Linked DNA regions of Zea mays: region 1 is linked to region 2. Evidence: chromatin contacts called from public Hi-C data. All regions are on one chromosome and are shown on one strand. The core of a region is the stretch at or near the end of the contact, and the rest is flanking DNA. Distances in the headings are between cores, read along the strand shown. Region 1 has its middle 81 kb from the start of LOC100280767. Region 2 holds the start of LOC100280767 (malate dehydrogenase, cytoplasmic).

What was found. Hi-C and Micro-C count contacts between places; a contact is called where the count stands out from the background.
Region 1: a Hi-C map of ear shows a contact between it and region 2, with 2.7 times the contacts expected there. The contact joins the enhancer-like site here to the promoter of LOC100280767 in region 2. A contact is called at or near these places in 5 of 25 Hi-C or Micro-C datasets (ear, leaf and tassel).

Annotation. Positions count from the first base shown.
Region 1 is chr5:29,835,222-29,840,813 of Zm-B73-REFERENCE-NAM-5.0, reverse strand. No RefSeq gene overlaps it. Among protein-coding and RNA genes, the nearest start is that of LOC100280767, 81 kb to the right of the region's middle. Within about 2 kb of position 4,238, at least 8 of the 20 cell types and tissues checked have an H3K27ac peak or open chromatin away from gene starts, as enhancers often do. A contact at or near this core is called in ear, where this site is marked.
Region 2 is chr5:29,754,211-29,759,609 of Zm-B73-REFERENCE-NAM-5.0, reverse strand. LOC100280767 (malate dehydrogenase, cytoplasmic) reads left to right here and starts at 3,068. Exons shown (of 7, transcript NM_001398308.1): 1 at 3,068-3,212. The coding sequence starts at 3,170.

The sequences.
Region 1 (5,592 bases), core at 2,989-5,488, 80 kb before region 2:
GACATGTCCGGTGCACACCGGACAGTCCGGTGTACCTTTCCGACCGTTGGCTCGGCCACGTGTCGCGCGCCGATCGCGCGGCCGACCGTTGGCCCGGCCGACCGTTGGCTCACCGGACAGTCCGGTGCACACCGGACAGTCCGGTGACTTTTAGCCGAAGTCGCCGGAGAAAAACCCGAGAGCGGCTGGTTTGCTCCGCGCTGGTCTGGCGCACCGGACACTGTCCGGTGCACACCGGACAGTCCGGTGCCCCAGCCCGAAACAGCCTTTGGCTGTACACAGCCACTCTCCACTTCTTTTCTTTTCTTCTTCTTCCTGTTTCTAACACTTAGACAAGATATTAGTACACAAAACCAATGTACTAAGGCTTAGAAACATACCTTTACTTGTGATTTGCACTTTGTTCAACCATGGGCACATTTTCACATTTAAGCACTTGTGTTTGCACTCAATCACCAAAATACTTAGAAATGGCCCAAAGGCACATTTCCCTTTCAGGGTTGTTGTTACAGCTATCTCTTAGCTGCAATTTGTTTTGGTTTAGGGTTTTAGTGCTCTCACATCTTCATCTCTAGACTGCTCTAGTTTAGCTAGAGGTTCGCGACGATTTGTACTTCGACTGTGTTCTTGATCTTCAAATTTAATCTGAGGAAGGGTCGCCGGTCCGGCCCACGGCGTTGTTTGGCATCAAACTTCAGTTTGTTCCCTTGTTGTAATTTCTGAAGATTTTCCTCTCTTGAGTTTTCCCCTTCTTCTATTTGCAATCTTGTGGAGAACCTTTGAGCTCTTAGGGAAAGGGTTCTATTTGGGGTTGATTTGTGGAGAAGTAGATTCTTTGGATCACTGTGTACGCTCATACAATGCAGTTCTTGGTCGTGATCCGAGTAGATTTCTCATTGAATTCGTTTTGAGAAAACCCCATCAGAACCCCATCCATCTAGGGATTTCTGATCTGCGATCTGATTTCTTGTTTGTTTGGGTTCATACTTCACCAGAGAACTCCTTTCACCGTGCGCAAACTGTCTGCAAAATTTGAGGAGATTATGTTAAGTTTAGCAGTGTGGCGCTGCCACTCTCAAGGCCGACACTGCTGGACTAGGGGTTTTCCTCTTTCCTGCTCAAACTTCACGGTTCAACATTTTCCCCTTGCATCTTGTTGCCTGCAAAATTTGAGATCATTCTAGAAAAATTTTGCAGTCCGGTAGTGCCGCTCGGTGTTTTTCTCATACTTTGACCCATAATTTTTACTAGATCTTTGGGGTCTTCTTTGGAGTTTCTTGTGAAAGTTTGGTTTTAAATCAAGTCTTTTACGTCCTGTTGAGCTTATACTCTTCTCCGGAACTTGGTTGGAGCAGTCAATCGATCTGTGGTTGATCTGTTCTTTTGTAGAGTGTTTTTGATGTCCCTGGAGATTCGATTGGTCAGGGAATCAAGTCACAAGTGTTGTTGTCCCAAGTTGGAGAATTTTTTAGTGGCTCCAATTCAACCCCCCCTCTGGTCGTCTCATGGGTCCTACACAACCAGAGTTAGACATAGATCGTCATGATTTTCCTACACCTGAGGTTTAGAAGTTCTTCGATATCCTTAAAACTTTAGAAGAGCCTCTTCATGGGCACACAATTGTTATCATTCTCAAAATCATGACCCGGCTGATGGCAATCAAGTGCAAGTTTGTATTCTCAATCATTTGTTGTAAGCAGCTCATGGATTTGATTAGTGAGGTTGTTCCAACGAGTGACAAGATGCCTAATGACATGTACCAATCTAATAAATTACTTGAAGGTCTCAATATAAAGTATGAGAAGATTGATGTGTGCTAGGACAATTGCATGATCTTTTGGAAGGAACATGAAATAGAACATAAGTGTTTAAAGTGTGGTAACTCAAGGTACATCAAGGTTAAAAAGATTAGGTAAATGTCTCTCACTCCTAGAGTGAAACATTTGTTTCTCTCAAGGAAGACCGCTATGCACATGAGGTGGCACAGATATCGTAAGGATAAAAAGATAGGCTAATGGTGCACCCGTCAGATGGTGATGCATGGATGGCTTTGAACACCTTTGATCTAGAGTCTACCAAGGATACAAGAAATGTTCATATCAGCTTGGCGATTGATAGTTTCACACCTCTCAATATGACCACTGCATCCTACTCATGTTGGTCTGTCTTTGTCATCCCGTACAACCTTCCACCATTGCTTTACATGAAATATGAGTTTTATGTTCCTATGCTTTGTTATACCTGGACCAAAACATACTGTCATATGCTTTAATGTGATACTTCAACCATTGATTGAAGAGTTGAAGAAGCTATGGGAAGGAGTGGAAGCCTACTATTGCTTCAAGAAGCAAAAGTTCAATCTCTAGGTATGGTATTTGTTTTCGGTACATGAGTTCATAACTTATGACATATTTGCTAGGTGGAGCATGCATGGAATATTGACATGTCCTATTTGTAAAAAATAGATTGTTTTCGTCTCAATTCACAAAGTTCGAGATGATATTTGCAAGTTCTGCACTCGGTAGGTTCTCCGTGAGAATGGCTACTTCTATGATTACAATTTGGACTTTGCGACAGATCACAATCTTTTCTTTCATTGTTGTTATGAATCACAATGTTAATTAGTGGGTTGTAATGTAAATTAAAGTATGCTACAAAGACTTTGCAAGCCAAGTTCATATGAGTTAACTAGATCACTAGTATATATGAAGTTCATTTAAATCAATTGCAATTAGGGATGACAATTTAACCTACAAACCCGAAAACTGATGGGTACCCTAACCGACAAGCACCAGTGTGGGTGAAGATTTTGACCCACGGGTGCAGCCGCACCCGACCCAAAGTTTTGCGGGTGTGGGTGCGGGTTTGTATTTCAACCTGCACACCTAACTCGAAATTTGGTTCATTTTTATTTTGTGCAAAAATGGTTAAGAAACAATAGCAATTATTTTGAATAAGTGACTGGGCTAATAATTTATGAAATGTTTTGTTTCTACTATGATAAGGCTTAAAATCCATACATATAATTTAATTATTGTTGTTACATTTCTTATAGCTAGATTAATGTTTAAAAGAGTACAATGAGTACAAACCCATGGGTAACCCAAAATCCAACCAGAGCCCTGACAGGTTTGGGTGCGGGATTGGAATTGCAATTGTGATTGTGATCGCATACAAGTTTAGATGGACTTCACGGGTGTGATGGCGGTTGGGTTTTAATTGCTCCGACTTGAATCCGACCATTGCCATTTGGTCTCTAAAATTTGGTGGAAAATGTTCAAAATTTATTTTAGTGGAATTTTAGTTTAAGCAGAGCCGTCCTTGTAAATAGACTAGTCAGTTGCCCGTGCTTTGCTAGATTTTTATATATCATATAAATATGTATTAAGATATTTATTCAAATATAATTATTGTTTATTTCTAAATACTAAGGTACATGTGGTCTAGTGGTTAGCCCTAAATTTCGAAAGCTAGGGGTCTAGGTTCGAGTGCTCACTCTGCACTTTTTTTGCGCGCTGTGGTAGCTGTGTGAGTGGAGTCTGGTGCTGAACAGGCGCAATAGTTGGATGTGTGGACATTGGGATCCACATGAGAGATCCTATGCCATTAGGGTCCGTACTTTGTAGCACCGGGTGTTTAACCGTCTCTAGAAAAGTATAGATAGTGGCGGTTCTTTTACATATCCGTCCGTGAAAATCATTTTTTTAGGGTGGTTTCTTTACATAACCGTCAATAAAAATGAAATTTAAATTTAAAAGATTATTTAAAATAAATTTTAATTTAGAAAAGAGGAAGTATTATTTTCAGCAATGGTTACGGCAGTGCAACCACTATTAAATTCAAATTTTTAAGGGTTGTAAAGTGTCAGCGTGTCTATAAGACAGTAGCAGAGGGTCCCTTGAAAATACGAATTTAGTAGTGGTTGCATTGTCATAACTATTGCTGAAAACAATACTTTCTCTGTTCTAAATTAAAATTTGTTTTAAATAATCTTTTAAATTTCATTTTCATTGACGGTTATGTAAAGAAATCACCCTAAAAAACCCTACAAAAGATGATTTTCACGGACGGATATCTAATAGAACCGCCACTACCTATACATTTTTTTAAAGATGATTCTGAAGCGAGCAGCAGCGCAGAAGCACGCCCGAGCCCGCGCGCAACCGCAGGTGCCTGCTGTTCGCCCTGTGACAGCCCGAGGACAGCCGACCGCACGAGCAGGCGGTGCCTGCTGTCGTTGTCCGCTGGCGGTGGGGAAAGGCCGGAAAGAAGCACAGCAGCGCGTCTAGAGTAGCGAAGGTGAGCGAGGGGGCAGGTCGAAGATAGAAGAAGGGGGCAATAATAGAGGATGCCTCGTGGGCTCCTCAGCGTTGCGACCAACGGAAGTACGGAACACAGGTGGTGGCAAAAGTTTCTAAAACTCGGCGATGATGCTCGAGCTCGCGAATGAGAGATCAAGGAACCGAGAGCTAAGGGCTGCGTAGGACTAGCGGAGTATGGGGAACACAGTGGCTGTGGCTTGCCCAACGGCCTGGCCATGGTGGGGCATGGTGGCTCCGGCTCTGGAGCATAGCAGAGAGACGAGAGAGATGGACGAGCAGGAGGCAGGGCGAGCGCTCTGGCGTTTCTTCACTAGCGATTGCCGGTCGGCCACGCCCGCGACCTCCTGGTCTGACTGCAACACAGGCAGTTGAACCGTCAGACGGACTGAAACAGGCTACTGATCCGTTCCCAATTTCCCGCGAAACCATGCGACGAGAGGCAAACATTACTCAACACGGATTGTAGAGCTACGCGAAGGGGCACAACTTCGGTTTGGTTAAAGGTTTATAGCAAGATTTGGAACGGTTTGGGAGTTCCAAAGGTTGGTAAAAGAAATCGAAATTCAGTTTCAGGATTTCAGTCAGAACTCATGAATCTCAGTGAGGCTAGAAGTTTTGTGAATTTATTTTGAAGGTCCAAACATGCTCCAAACTTGATGGTACTTGTTTGCATCTCACCAGAATAGATCAAGATACAAAACTTAGTAAGGATTTGATACATAGATTTGAGAAATAAAGAGTCACAAACATGGCGCACCGTTACTGTTTGGTCTGAACTATCAGACTTCAGAGACCTCCAAATCACTATAGGTTAGTGAAACTGAGTTTATGTCACATTAACTCCAAAACTCATGCATGACTGACTCGAGGTGTTATACAAAAGATGGAGATGAGATAAAGGAGTAAAGCTTTCAGAAAGGGACTTTGCTGAGAAGATCAAACATCTGTGAGCTATTAGGCGTCAAACATAGGGTTTCAGCTCTAACTTAAACATGGACCGCAAAAATCAGGGTTGAGGTTTTTAGAAAGGGGATTCAAAGTTTTGGTCCATCGTTTGAGGCATTTAGATGCTGACTTAGGGTATGTAGTAGAAACAAACTTGGTAGTACATAATCTACTCTAACTTTTGTTTAGACATAAAATTATCGTTTTGATAAAACATATGTCACATGCTATGCAACATATATAGGACCATGAAAAAGGCATAAACATTGGTTTTACCTATTTTTAAGCATCTTCTCCAGATTTTGCAAAAGCAAACCCTAACTAA
Region 2 (5,399 bases), core at 1,819-4,318:
ACCTTCGGCTTGAAGGAAAGAAAATACAGGCGTGGCGCAAAAGTGAATGCCAAGTCAGCGTGAACAGTACGAGAATACTGTTCACCTATTTATAGGCACGGGTCGCAGCCCATGCAAGATTACATTAATGCCCTTTACATTTATCAATAATTCTATAGTAATTCTTCGAGGTCTAATCTGGCTTTTCATCTTTAAGTCGGTTTCCCTTTCCGCCGTTATGCCGAAGCTCTTCTACGCATAGCTTCGTGATCGTCTTATCCTTCGTCGTGATTGCCGGCTCAGTTAAGCTTCGCCTTAACCATGCTTTTGTATACTCGCAACTTGACTTCGAAGGTACCTGGTCACATATTTCTTTTGGAGAACATAGTCAATTACGTTTTTGAGGACCTTCGGAAGCCGAAGGCCCCCAACAATGCTCACTAAACATGGCCGTGAACTTGCCATCCACATGTTTAAAAATTGTATAAAACACAAACAAAGTCAGAAAATCCTGAAACTTGTCCACGTGTCATGATATCATATGTATAGGCTGCGATAAAAATTTTAGAATGTTTGGAGAAAGTTGTGAGACACTATGTGTAGAAACCTAAGAGAACTACACATGAAATCATAGAGTTTCAATGTGGATCTCTTAGGTTTGTACACATAGTGTCTCACAAATTTCTCCAAACATTCTAAAATTTTTATCGCAGCCTGTACATATGATATCATGACACGTGGACAAGTTTCAGGATTTTCTGACTTTGTTTGTGTTTTATGCAATTTTTAGACATGTGGATGGCAAGTTCACGACCATGTTTAGTGAGCATGTTGCTCGAAGTTTCCGGTCCGCTCCTGGAATCGGTCGTAACTTATGCTAAGTAACATGAATATCATTTTTGCATGCACGGTTTTCCAAGTTTCGAGTGACCTGCAGTTCAAATCTAAATTTTTCGAAGAAATTTAAATAAACGAACTAAATCTACTAACGATTGAAAACTCTGTTAAAATTGTCCACAAATGATACATGTAGGTCTACATAGTGTAGGAACATACCACAAAAATTTTGGGAGACAAAATAAAAAAATACTTTGCCGAGTGTCTAGCGATGACACTCGGCAAAGCCTCCTGGCACTCGGCAAAGAAGCCTCTTTGCCGAGTGCCAGCCGTTGGCTCTCGGCAAAGACTGACGGCCGTCAGCTTTGGGACGGCCGCTGACGGCCCTTTGCCGAGAGCCCCCTTTGCCGAGTGTTTGACACTCGACAAACTTGTCTTTGCCGAGTGTCGTCCTGTGCCGAGTGTTCAGCACTCGGTAAAGTGGCACTCGGCAAAGCCTTCTTTGCCGAGTGCCCGACAAAAGACACTCGGCAAAGAATACAACACTCGACAAAGCCTGCGATTCCGGTAGTATTAGATGGGTCATGTTTGGGCTAGCACGATATGGAGTGGGGCACGAATTAGAAAAGTAATGTTTAAATGATTATTTCATGCTTCAATAATTTTTACCTCTTCACAAAAGTTATAGAAAATATTGATTTCTCTTTCTCATATAATTTTTAATGTATAACAAAGTTAGAAATAATTTGAAGATAGCCTACTTTTGTTAATTGGACACGACACTCCTGAGCCCGAATTTTTTTGTGACGTGCTGGTCCAAAAAAAATTGGCCTGAAGTATGATGGGTTTGGGCCGTGCCGACCCAACATTGTCTCAACTTTTAGCTCTAGTTTTACGTTGTGCGTCACGTGTGAAGTGCGTATGTCTTTTCTCTTCCCCGCTTCACGTCTATAAATGGACCGTTACACTGCATATGGGCTGTGAGAAATCATCCAATCCTAGCACGACAGGAAGCCATATGTAGCGTATAGTAACACTTCGCTAGCTGAAGAAGGACGTACGACCGAGCAAGTTATAAAAAAAGGTCGAGCTATTTTTCAACTCATACATTTATCAGCATTTGAACTAAGATAAAGTGTAATATTTATTCTTATATTTGATACGTGGATCATATGTATCAAATATGATTGTGTGCTATTATTGTACTAGTATATATATAATCTGAGAATCCAACTAATTTTATTTTCTAATTAAATTTATATAAATTAGTATTAATATTTTTATTTTTAAATATATTTAATATGAAAATATATGATAAGATAAATCTGATGGTATTATTAAAATATCGTAATTATTAATGTTTTATGATTATATTTGATTAAAATTTAGATTATTTGACTTTTGGAAATAAAGATCACCGTCGAAGCTAGGGCTGGACGAAAAACTCGTAGCTCGTTAACTCGCTCGACTCGACTCAATAATGACTCGACTCGTTTATAATTTGTAACGAGTTGAGTTTGTATTTAAACTCGTTACGATAACGAGCCAGCTCGAGCTGGCTCGCGAGCTGACTTGTGAGCCAAACGAGTTGGAGTAATTAGTCAAATTACAATAATCTCGGATCCAAAATAGTTAATCTTATACTCTACTATAGTTAATCTTGTTCTTTGTTGAGTGTGGAATCTTAAGTTGCAAACTCTATTCTTTTTTCTAAATAGATCTCCTTCTTTTCTTTTGCTACATATTTTTATATTCGTTCGTAGACACTAGACATGATATTATCAAGCTGGCTCGCGAGCTACACGAGCCAGCTCGAGTTGGCAAACGAGTCGAGCTGAGTTGGATCTTCAGCTTGTTAACATAACGAGTCGAGCCGAGCCAGCTCGTTATCTTAACGAGTCAACTCAAGTCGAGCCAAGCCGAGCCGAGTCAGCTCGATATCCACTCCTATTCGAAGCCATGGGCGGTGGGCCGGTGGCCAGCGCCACAGGCCACAGGGTCAAGTCGACAAGTCGTCACTGTTCGCAAGCCTCTTGCCTAGGCAGTAGGCACACCGCACACAGCAGCTGAGCAGCAAGTATCAGGCACAGAGCCCACATTGCAACACTGATGTCTGGACCCCGTAAGTATCAGGCCCATTGTCAGTGACTATGAACAGTTGCTCTCGTTGTGGGGCGAGTGACAGTGGACTCCCCTGGCTCCCCGTCACAGCGGCGTCGTTAAATAGCGGCCACCCATTGTCGCATGTCGCATCCCATCTGCTATCCTTGGTTGCCGCTTCCTCCAAAGCCACTCCAAACCCCCGCTTCCAGAACCTTCTCGAAACTCTCCGCCTCCTCCTCTACTCGCTCCGATGGCGAAGGAACCGATGCGCGTGCTCGTCACTGGCGCCGCAGGTACGTTGCTGAATCCTCCCCCTTCCCGATCCGCGTAGTACTCGGTGTCTTTTGGTCCGTCTCGGATCTGGCCTAGTCGGCCCTAGTCCGATCCGATTCTGTGGGCTTTAGTGTGCTTAGCTCGCTAGATCTTGTTTTTTTTTCGTTTGATCTGATGGTGTTTAGGGCGTTAGGGTTGATTTAGATTTGACCAGTCGAAGAGCTGACTGTCGCTGTCACTGTCCTTGTTCAGCTGGTGAAGTTGAACCGATCTGCGATGCTAGCTAATCTGATCAGTGGTTGGGATTGATGGTAGCCACTTGATTCTCGTGGTATCCCCTTGATCCGGTTAACTCGTTAGCTTCGCTTAATGAATGGCTTACTCTTTAGATAGTTGATTTCGCCGCTGTGGTTTCTAGTTGAACTTTACGGGTTCTATTATGGAAGGTTTCGGGATAGCACCATGTTCTGATCTGGTTTAGGGGTTTTGGAGTCAGTGGTTACACCAAAGAGTGAATTTGATACATTTAATCTTATTAGAATATCTTGTGGGATTTAAGTTACAGATCTTGTTACTCCATGGATTTTACATGTGAAAACTTGCATGAATTCTGTCTACTTGATCATTGCCTGAATGATGTAACATTTTAGCTGTTTAGATAGATGTCTTAATAATCATGCAATGTAATTAGTGGAACTTCCTCAAACATTAATGACAGTGGTGTAGGCATCCATGGGGCAGGGGTCCAGGCCCCAGTTGTTTGGGGCTCTCAATGTGCCTCAATCAAAAGTTGGTCACGCCAAATTATAGGGCTGTCTTGACTTGTTCACTCTTTTGTAGCATGTCATCTGAGTTCTTGCACTTCTGTTATCATAACAACAGGGTTTGTCGGATTGGTATGGATTAGCCAAATTTTAGTTAGATATTCTGCTTATCTGTTTATTCTAGCTTATGCCTAGGATTCATTTATAAAATTGCACAGCATGCGTGACACTTGTCTGTTATGGAACTATTTTGACAAGCATCTACTGCGATACAACAATTAAGTCAGCTGCTTGTGTCATATTTCAGTATTTCATGGTATTAGAGCTGGTGTACAATGCATATTTAGGGCGTGTTTGGAATGGCTCCAGAGCAAAACTCCAAGGAGGAGCTGGGCAGGGCATACCAAACACACTAACTCCAGAGTTGTAAACTCTATGGAGTTTTTGGAGCTGCAGTACAATTTTTTGGAGTATCTCTTTTGCTGTTCCGAAAGCTCCAAAAAAGCAACCTAGTCATGGAGTTTGGAGTTATTTACCCGCCACTGCCACCGGTTATGAGAAACAATATAAACTCTGTAGCAGAGCTGCTCCAGCTAGAGTTTTAGAGTAGAGCTGCTCTGAGGTGGAGTAGAGTCATGCCAAACATGCCCTTACTTTCAGTTCCATTTTAGTATATGCTTGTACCAAGCTCGAATGGAAAGGCAGGCCTGGTGCAGTGGTGAGAGCTGTCTCATCGAGTCGACAGTCGGGGGTTTGAAGTAGTCTCTCCACATTTGTGGTGGAAGGGTTGCCTTGGTTTATCCCTTCCCTAGCCCCTCTGCCCTTCTTGTTGTTATAGCGACCTTCTTCCCTCAACAGCTCTGATACCATGTTGGATAATATTTGTGGCATTCAATAATTGTCTGTTTTGTTTTAAAGATGTATCAGCAATAATGGTGTGTCCATGTAGCATACTGGAATGAGGAGCTAGAATTTGTTCTAGCTTTGAGGTTTGCGACATGCTATGATAGGATAGGGTGTTGTTGCATTCTGCTTTGCATGGACATGTACAATGGCGGATTCAGGAATGGATCAAAGGAGGGTCTACTAGCAATTGCATGGACATGTACAATGATGACAGATGGCTGGTGCCTTGTGGTGGGCAACCTTAGCTATTGCCACCTGCCGATCTAGAACCTGGGCATGGGTGCCTGTCGACTGTAATCGTGCCATGGAGTAGGGCAACCACTCGGACATCGGATGACTAGGGTTAGGACGCATACTAGGACGAGGCCGCTATCATAGTGCACGTGTGTTGGATAAGGACAGTTAATTTTTTTGTCTTATACGAATGAAATTAAATCACTAGTCACTAACAATTGGTCGTTAACATGGCATTTTATGTGACATCCCCCGTAAAAACGGCAAAAAATAGATTGTCATGTTAGATGCGGACATGACTGA